Regions from separate parts of the Aphis gossypii genome. Here region 1 is linked to region 2. Evidence: chromatin contacts called from public Hi-C data. All regions are on one chromosome and are shown on one strand. Each heading gives the region's core, a stretch centred on a gene start, on an enhancer-like site or on the middle of the called end of the contact. The rest is flanking DNA. Distances are from core to core; before and after follow the strand shown.

The links. A called contact is a pair of places that touch in the nucleus more often than the background predicts.
Region 1: a Hi-C map of whole body shows a contact between it and region 2, with 2.7 times the contacts expected there. The contact joins the promoter of LOC114131691 here to the promoter of LOC114128256 in region 2. A contact is called at or near these places in 2 of 2 Hi-C or Micro-C datasets (both in whole body).

What each region holds. Positions count from the first base shown.
Region 1 is chrX:19,206,302-19,211,628 of ASM2018417v2, reverse strand. LOC114131691 reads left to right here and starts at 2,565. Exons shown (of 8, transcript XM_050208014.1): 1 at 2,565-2,712; 2 at 2,780-2,980; 3 at 3,172-3,313; 4 at 3,372-3,477; 5 at 3,535-3,756; 6 at 4,239-4,747; 7 at 5,175-5,327. The coding sequence starts at 2,688.
Region 2 is chrX:19,076,638-19,082,162 of ASM2018417v2, reverse strand. LOC114128256 (GDP-fucose transporter 1) reads left to right here and starts at 2,184. Exons shown (of 6, transcript XM_027992732.2): 1 at 2,184-2,722; 2 at 2,840-3,044; 3 at 3,837-3,975; 4 at 4,364-4,450. The coding sequence starts at 2,661. It overlaps LOC114128255 (mitochondrial assembly of ribosomal large subunit protein 1), which reads right to left and starts at 2,044. Exons shown (of 3, transcript XM_027992731.2): 1 at 1,524-2,044. The coding sequence starts at 1,869.

The DNA.
Region 1 (5,327 bases), core at 1,316-3,815, 130 kb before region 2:
TAATATTTGTATACATACTTATAACCTATATATATATATGTATGTACGTAGATGATTCTTCGGGAGACTACGAATAATCGAGAGTACACTGTGATTACTTATATAATTAGATATAAGACATACCACGTGAACAGCACAATTAAATAGGTACTTAGTCGAAAATCTTTATACATAGGTGACTTAGTTGAAGTAGATACTAGCGATACGAGTACGATATCCAAACTAGATAATCATTAAAAAGTTTAAGTGTCGATTTCATATTCATTTATCTCAAGCTAGATGAGCATGAATTATAAATTAAGTGTCATTCAATTGGTAGATATATGCTAATTAAAGGCAATATAGAGTACCCCAGTCCAACCAATAATATATGAGCTTCAAAAATTAAGCTTATGTATTTTTTTAGTAAGACATAACGTGATCACCTGGGTAATTGGTGGGTTATTAATATTTAATCTACATAAACTACGGGCCTAAAACGATCAGTGTGTTACGACACACGTTGCTGTGCGCACCGTGTCCGGCTAAACGAGTTGTAAACGAGCATACAGAACTTTGAAATTGATAATCATCTGAGTACAGTCGTACAGAGTAGGTACTCACACCTAATACATCTATCTACACATTGAATATAATCTTATTTCCACGACAGCCGCTTCCTTTAACATACTTGCTAATTTTAAACTCTGAGCAAAGCGATGTGTATTTTTTTTTAAGTCATCATCTTTTAAGGCTCTAAAATTAGTTGATTTTCAACTTTGGTGGGGATTTCTGGTAGTAAATTGGATCTAATATTGGTACTTTGAGTTACAATATTCAAGGTATTTTTCCAAAAATATTTTGCTATAACATTAAAAACACTTATAGTAAGAACATCAGTGATCGGACGACAACTGATGTATTCAACATGTCCAACGTGGTACAGTCGTTGACATTTATCATTATATGCTTAATATTATTATGTGATAACCAAATGGTATATCATAGGTAGGTATTAGATAGGTAAGTATAGTATTAATTCTAGTTAGCCAGAAGACTGAATTTTATCCTATAAGTCTCTCAATAGTTATTTTTTAGTTAGATACCTAAACCATATTTATATGATTTAAGCAAATAAATGAAAATATTTTTTACTAGGTAGGCTTTATTATTACTATAATATAGGTTAGAAACTTATTAAAGCTACCTACCTACATGTTGGCTAGATACCTAAATAGTTACTATGAAATAGTTTCGTATATATCAAGTGAATAATTGAGTATAAGCTTAAATTTTCTAAACTGCTGATTTACTTATTTTTTGAACAGATAACGAAAATAGTGTGGCCAAAAAAATGTTGATTGTGCCAAAACTTAACAAAGTCAACACGTCAGTTGTCAGTTGTACCTCCATGGCTCCATACAAGTGTAAATAAAAAACCATTTTGGTTGCCAACTTTTAGGAGTGTACTTAGTTTTTATTTTAATAGGCTTTTATCATCTTAAACTACCTAGTTTAAAATTATGAATGTCCTAGTGGTTGGGTTATTGGAATATCACTAACCATTATATTATTCTATCATTTCGCTTGCGACACATTTATTAATATAAAATATAATATATAGGTAGTCAGATTAATGATTATAGTAATTATACATTTATACACAAAAATTCAAATTCAAATAAATAATGTTTAAATTTGGAGAGAATATAATCATTAAACATACATTATATAAAGATAGAAAAAATACTGATCTAAAGTAGAATATAAAATAAGTAACCTACAAACTGTCATTTGATTAAAGTAATAAATTGCATGACTGTATGTTAAATTTTCCAAGGATAGAATGATATATATAACAATGTATGTTTATTTTAGAGATCACTATGTGATAATAGTATACTCGGTATACCAACCCACATTTCAATATTAATCCTATTTTAGTATTGATTTTTAGTTTAAGTTTCAACACTTAAAATCTAAATGCATTAAACATTTTAATTAATAATGATTGAATATAAAAAAATGTATTATAATTGATTATTCCTAGACCGTAACAGTTATGCGTGAAGCTAGGTGAAGATGTTCCTTATAGTAATTGGAACTTTGAAGCAGCAAGAGTGGAAGGTGGTCTAAAGAAGAACACAAAAATTGGAGGTGAATGGTGGTAACTAGTCTACATGTGAATTAAAAATATTAATTATATATTAAAAAAAAAAAAAAATAAATAAATTTCTAAGCAAAAAAATTGAAAACATTGACTACGGTGTAACTTCATGTAAGTATAATACTTAGCAACATTGAGCATAATGAAGTAAAATCAAAGTTAAAGTACCTATATTATAGTAGTAGGTACCTACTAAGTTACTATTTTAAATTCTCGTCGGTAGCTAATACACACGAATGTCTCGTTGTAAATTAAAACAAAATATATTGTAACAAAAAATACTTGGTTACCTTCTATATGATTAAAAAATAATGAAACATACTCGTAATTATTATATTATATTATAATAGATCCCTAATTGCTAATTAGCAAGTGAAAATAAATAAGTATAAATCACCGTGACAACATTTTTGTTTATGCATTTCTATTCAGTTTAAACAATAAGTTAACAGGTACTTAAGTACAATATTGATAATTTATTATAACTTTAATAATTGTATAAGTTAATTTAACTCTATAAGTACTAAACATAACAACTAAAATGGTCGCCTGCAAAAAGAATACTAGTGCGTATTACACTACCTACTGTAATATGCTACTTTCAGAGTAAATTTTTAAACTGTTTGCATATAGATAAAGTTGAATGTACTGCGTTATCGACTTCAACGACGACTGAACCCAAGGGTTCAAAGTTTGTAGATTCTTGGGTACACGATTCTTCGCCGCTGGACATAGATTTGGATAATGTAACGCCAATTATTCTTCCACCACTAATTTGGTTGGAATCAGAAACGATACCCTTAAAAATGTCTATTAGAAATATAGGAACGACATGTATGTATTGGTAACATTTTTTACTGATATTATTAATAAATCAATTTTAATTAAATTTTATGTTGATTTTAGTATTAACATAGTTAACATAGAATCGTATAATAGTAAATAATTAACTCATAATTCATAAATATCTCTAATTGTATAGAATAACAAATAATATATCTATTGATTTTACTTTAAATTCAAAGTTAATGTTGATGCCGAATATTCCGGACCAAGACCTTCGTTGAATGGTTCTATATTACAGTATCCGTACGAGTTTTCAAGTTTTCATTTTCATTGGGGTACTAAACAAGACAATGGTAGTGAACATCGTACAATGGGAAAATGGTAACCCAAAATACAATTATATTCTTTTTATTTTATTTATGGCGATTAATATTAATAGTTCTCCAATGGAAATACACTTAGTGTTTTATAATATCAGTTACTCAAATACTTCCGAAGCCTTTAACGCTAAAGATGGTAAATTGATATTGACGTATATGTGTAAAGTATGAAAATACTATGGTAAAATACATTTGGTATCATTGACAATATTACATTTTAAGTTGGATCGCTATGAAAATGCCACGTTGGACAATTTGACATCAAATTTAAAAAAAATTAATAAACTAGGAGAATTTATCGAAGTAGATTCGTTTGCATTATCAAACTTGTTTGATAATGATTTACAAAATTATCACATGTATTGGAGTGCATGTGAAGTTGTTCGTGAAAATCTAGTATTATGGATGATTTCTTCAAAAGAAATTTCAATCAATGAAGCACAGGTTCGTGCAATTCATATCAAAATTTTATTTTTATTTTGATAATAAATCAATGAAGACAGACTTGTCATGAATATACTTATTTTTTTAAAATTAAATAATTCATAATGTAACATTTATGTTAAGTTAAAATTTTAATGATAAATATGAACAATAATATTAATAAAAGAATCTTCTAATATAATATATATATGTATTAATAAATGTATATTGGATGATTCTTTTACCGAACAATACTCATTATAAAAAAAATGCTATTTAAGTTTTTGAAAAAAATAAAAAATATAATTTCCAGTCAAAATAAAACAATAGTTAAAAAAAAAATATGTTTTTTAAATATTTAATTTTTGGAATGATAACATACCAAATAACAACCTTTTTGTTTTAAAAAGAAAAAAAATAGTACGTAATTAAAACGGGATTCCTTATAAAAATGTGCATCTGGTATTGTTTACGTTATTTATATCAGTGTATATTTTTAATAGTTATCTCGTATGCGATCTCTTAAAGGACCTGATAATAAGTTTATAATGTCAAATTGTCGATTGGCAAAATTATCAGGGGGGAACAAAGTGCTACACGTGACTCAGCATCCAATAGACCAAAAGAAAATTCAGTCGATGGAAGAAAAGGACAATATTGCATTAGCAGCACCAGAAAAAATTGATATGCCGAGTAACAAACCAAGTACATCTGCACAAACAAAGCAAAAAGAACCGGAACAATTATTGTCTAATAAAAGCAACATCGATAGTGATGTGGCTAAAAAAGAAGATGTGATTATTTCGGTAGTCACTACCGTTCCAACAGCTAATCTAACAGTAACAAACGAAATTCGGTCTAAAAAAGATATAAAATCTACAAAATCACTTGATTTGGAGGACCAACGTAAAGATATGGAACACATTTTGAACATCACCAAACCTTTATGTTCAAATAACAAAGAGAAAAACATACTAAATGATCCAGAACTGACAAAGAATATAGTAATGAGGTTCGTAAGCGATTGCGATTTATCATTATTATATTTATAGTAAGATTTATCCGTCTCTAAATTTATATTAAATTACTAAAAACGTACCTATTCAATTAAAATAGAGATATTATAATTGGTTAGGGTTTTTACATAATCTAAAATTGGTTCTTAACAGACAACTACAAAATAATCTATTAAAAAAAAAAATAGTAATAATAATAATTTCTTAATTTTTGTATTTATTTTATATCTTTATTCTTAATAACTTCATATTTATTAATTTATTTTATAAACAAGATAAACCATAATATATATAATTGTTATAATTACATGCGTAATGTATACAAGGGCTCAGGCGCTCAGCCCGTATATTATAATATTATAAACTAAAATAATAAATGTTTTCTATTTTACCTGATATTATTATTATTGTCAACTCATATAGTTCTATCGACGATCTTATGTTCGATTTAACAAATTACAATAAAGCAGAGTTAAAACCTTCTCAACGACCAGAAGTACAGAAAAACCACAGAGAAGGAGTTCGAATGAATACTACGGCTTTAAGAAGAGAAATGCATATTAAAAACAAAGATAT
Region 2 (5,525 bases), core at 935-3,434:
AGTGGTTATTCATGTAACTCTGCAAATAGATCTTAAAATATTATGTTAACTAGTGAATATCCCTAAAAAAATTAAATTACTTCATAAAAACTAGAATATCAGGTTAGTTCTAGTAATAGTATTAATAAATGTTGTTGTAATTATTTAAAATCTGTCACAATTCGTAAATACAAGTGTTTTATATTATAAATCATAAGCTATTTACTTACATACATATTAATTACAAATATTATTGTTAAAAATTGTTGACTGCTTTATAACTGATAATACGAAACACATCCCAAAAGTAAGAGTACTCAATTTTTGTATTTTTTTTTAAAAAAATGTATTTAAAAAAAAATTACTGGACGTTGTAGGTATACATATTAGTTATTTTACCACATAGTCACCTTCTTGTTCTATGTATTTATTTAGTAAGTCGTGGCACAAGCTTTTTGATGCCCTCTTCATAGAACTCTCCTGCCATCTCCTTCATCCACTTCAAGACCTCTTGTTTCACTTCCTCATCGGTTTGAAATTTTTTTCCACTCATGTTAGTCTTTAGGAAGGTGAGAAGATGAAAACCTGAAGACGTTAAATTAGAGGAATATGCAGGGTGGGTCCAAATGAGACTAGGTAGCGTTGGTCGTGTGTGGGCGAGCGTTGCCATACAACAAACATACTCCTTTTGCTAACATTCCCTTTCATTTGTTTTGAATTGCTCTTTTTAACTTTTCTAGGGTTTCACAGTATATGCTCCAGTAATTGTCTTTCCCTGAGGCAAAAAATCAATCAAAATTATCCCTTTTTTTTTCCAAAACATAGACCCTATGATTTTTTTGGCCGAAATTGAGGTTTTGAACTTTATGGCAGAAGGGGAACCAGTGTGCTGCCACTGAGATCACTGTCTTTTTGTCTCAGAGGTATAATGAGCCACCCATGTTTCATCACCAGTACAATGGAACTCAAAAAAAAGTTTTTCCTTCCGCAAAAAGGAACCTTATGACAGCGCACATTTCGCACTTGGCAGGATTTCTTATTGACATATTGCACAAGAACAAACACTACAAGGCAAGTTTTGGTAATGACGAGAATTGGCGGTACTTGTTGGATTCAAGAGACTCTGTACTACCACTTAGTGTTGCCAATTTTTGAAAAAATAATGCACACAGTCTGACTGCCAACCAGTACTATTACTTTGTGGATATGCCTTGTATTATAGGTAGCTATTATAATATTATAGTATTGTAATTTACTAGAAATACAATTTTTTTTTAAGTTGAACAAATGTATTAAAAAAGCTTTCTTAACTTGATTCTAAAAAAATTAAATATTTAGATAAATAATAACTTAAAATTTAATAATATTAACCCACATTATGGGTAAACTCATCAGGCATAAAACTGTAAAATAGCCAAAAAACTTTTAATTAGACAGTAATTAATTTAGCAGCTTAAAAATAATCAACAGCGTGACTAGGGCTCCCTAAAAGTGTAACATCCAAGAGTGGATTTATTAGGAAATTGCATTGGAATTTTACTCACGTGATAAATTGAAACCAGCGAACTGATCGATTTCTTCAAAATCTGAACGGATATCGTCGGCGGACAACTGCGAATCGAGAAGCGCGCGTTCTTCTTCCACATCCAAAATCACTGACGAGTCATCGTCTTTGAACACCTTGTAGTTTCTGGGCTTGATGAACCCGTCGTCTTCGTCGTCGTTGCCTTTGCCTCCATCGCGACCACCGCCAACGGTGCCGCTGTGGTCACCATAACTCCGTCGAATCACGGTGAGCCCACACGACGGCAGACGCGATTGCAATATTGAACATCGGCCGACCGCCATCAGGCTCCTGGACAATTGTCGACAAATTTTCAACGACAACATCGTCGAGTACTTTTTCACACCATTCGCACGAGATCCTCACCAGCGTTCCGTTGGGAAAAGTCTCTCGACGATGAAACTTAGAAGCCCGCTCGGAAATTTGGACTCGTCGAATACTTGAATTTCGTACTTTCAATTACAATATTGTGCGACGTTATCAAGACGGTTTAACTCGCGGTGTGCTCTCTGCCCGAACCGGTGATAATACTATCTTTGGAGGCAAACCACCATGGTTGTACACGGATAAATATTGTTTTTTTACGTCATGTATTCGTGGTATACCATGCTTATCACGAATATAAAACGTTTCTTATCTCTACCGGACGTTTTTATTCAAGTAATAATTATTGTATATGATTGTTATTCAATCACTGTTATTATCGATTAACGAATTGTGCGTTGGAATAATAATAACGATAAAAACATAATATTTTTCGTGTCCACGGACAGACATTTGACCAACACAAGCGTCTCGCGTGTACCCATTACAGTCGCAACCCGCGATTTCGATAGACGTAACTTTTCGTATTTTGTTAAGTTATTTGATGTTTAAATTTTAGTATACGTACATTACCGTGATTTAGGTATTCAGTCAGACACGTATGTTTTTTTTGTGCAAATAGAAAAGAATAAAAAATAAATTGTAACGACTAACGATGTAACTAAACAGTTTAAATCGTTGTGTGTCGTTTACCAAAAGTGTACGCGACGCGGAACGAATACCCCATACCTCCTCAAGTATACTAACTAGTTACCATCCACATATTTGTCAAATAAAATCGTTATATTTTGAGATGAAGCTCGATACTTTATCGTGGAAATATATCCGAATATTTTTTGTTGTCGTTATTTATTGGTAAGTGGTTTAGCGGTTACAATACATTTACAGTCTTATTGATTTTTAAATATTTTCTAACTTTATTCTACTAATCCTACCTATATTGTGTCTGAATGTTTGCTTGATATTTTACAGGGTGGTATCTATTCTTACAGTATTTGTAAATAAGACTTTACTGAGTATTGACCATCTAGATGTGGATGCTCCTATATTCATTGCGTGGTTCCAGTGTTTGGTTTCAGCTATAATTTGTTTCATTTTAAGTAATTTGTCTAAGACATTTCCACAAGTAGTTCAGTTTCCTGAAGGAAATCCATTTAATGCAGTAACTGTTAGAAATGTAAGTTATTTAAGTTATACTGATGAAGTATTAATGTAAAAAAAAATTAAACTTAGATGACATATTGTTATATTATGGTGTATTGATTGGACCAGTAATTTTTTTTATGAATAATATTTTAACATCATACTTGTTGTACTTAGTGCAGATCTAAATCCATAATAATTAAAGGTTTTCATAAATATAGTGTTATTGTTATACCTAAAATATCATAGTCTTGTTCTACATTTTTACTTTTTCTTAGTTTTTAACAGCCGTCAACCTGCTTTACCATCCCTTCATACAACAAATTCTCTCTACTATTCAGTGCCATAAAAACTGGGTGTGCAAAGTGTACACAGCACACGGGCCACAGGCCTCATACTATATTGTAGGGCCTCAAAAAGATTATAATATGGCCACACAGGCCTCGAGTAGTCTAGTTACAGCACTGCTACGATTTCTTTTTTATGTTCCATCTTCTATGAAATACATTTTAATTTGTATTTTTAGATTCAAAAGTACTTCAATCCCCCTAAACCTGTAGGTAACTTAATTTTTATTATTAGAATTTAATAAATCCCATCTTAAAACAAATCTACCAAAAGATGATTTTATTTGCACTTATGTATAAAATCAATATATTTTTTAATTGTTTCTATCATAACTAAATACTAAGTATGGTTAACCTTAAAATAATGTTATATATACTGCGTGTTATTATACGTAAGTAATTTTTTTAAATTTATCATTTATTTAAATTGTATTATGTATATTTAAATATTCAAATATATGTCTTACTTTATATTTTAGGTATTGCCATTATCAATGTTATATATTGCAATGATATCTACAAATAATTATTGTCTAAAATTTGTTGATGTCACTTTTTATTATGTTGGTCGATCACTTACAACAGTATTCAACGTCATACTTTCCTACTTAATATTAGGTAACTATATATTTTTTTTTTTTAGTATAGTAGGGATCATAATATAGTACCATATTTATTATAGTTGCCATGTGTGGTGTATAATGTTTTTTGTATATTATTAATCTGGTGTTACCAGATTCGTGATATCTTCATCTATTCAAGATAAAAAAAAATATTGTATGTGGGTTGGACCACAATATATTACATCATATATTTTGAAATAATAAAATTTAAATATGATCATAAAGAACTAGATATTTTATTTAATATTAATCATGTATTATCTAGTATAATTCATCAGTTTATTGCTAAGTTAAATGGTATAACTTTTTAATAGTTTTAATAGTGTTAATTTGTTTTTAATTATTAATTATTTTATTTTATAAAGTAATTTTTTGATTTTTAGGTCAAACTACTTCAATGAGCTGTCTCATTTGTTGTTTTGCTGTAGTGTGTGGATTTTTTTTGGGAGTAGATCAAGAAAATCTTTCAGGTATTATTATTAAATATTTTAATTATTGGCAAATTATTATGGTATATCATTGAATTTATTTATATTTCTTTAATGTTATTTAGGATTGATACAATCAAAGTAAGATTTTTATTATGTTTTAAAAATATAAATAATTTGAGACCAATAATAATAATTTAAACTAAAAAGTAATTATTTACAAAACCAAATGGTGTCTAATTTTTATAATTTACAGACTTTAATAAATAAATAACTATGCAATACAATACAACTAATTGCGTGTGTAGTCTACCTGGAACATTAGTATATGCTCACACAGTCGCACGGTGTTTTATACATATATATTTTTTTTAAGAGGATGCTATATCTGCATGTGTTATCTTTGTTTTACAAGTACATAACATAGCAAAATTACTCTTAGCAGATCATGTTTAACTCAGTTAGTTTGAAATTAGAGTGAATCGACTTATTGTGAAACTTGAAGATAAGAACATTATCTATGTTCGTATGTTGGTTTTTTACGATTATTCAGTTTTTAAATGAGTAATGAGCATATTTAATGTACGCTATATTATGAACGCATAACTTGTTAAAATTGAACAATTATAAAAACTAACATACAAACACCTTCAAGCTTCATAATAAGTTGATTCACTCTAATTTTTAAACATGATATCCTGAGCGTAAATATGCTATGTTATGTACTTGTAAGATGGAGACAACACATGTGGTTTGGCGTCTTCTTAAGAATATTAATTTAAGTACGCCTATTTATTTTTCACGTTATTTTATATTTTTTAATGTGCCATTTGGAATTACAAATTTTATTTTCTGCTCATAGTAGTAATAATATTTATATAACAAATAGAACAACTTATTTAATACATTTTAAAATTAAAAATAAAATTTGTATATTAATTTAAACATATTTTTCATAGCTATCATAATAGTTGATGAAATACATAATTTAGTACATGCATATTATATAATATTTACATAATTCTGTATTAAGTTGATACCTACTCTGTAAGCAAAGCTTGTGGCGGGAGTAGGGAGTATTTTACGTAATTATTTACATTTAAACACAATTAATAAG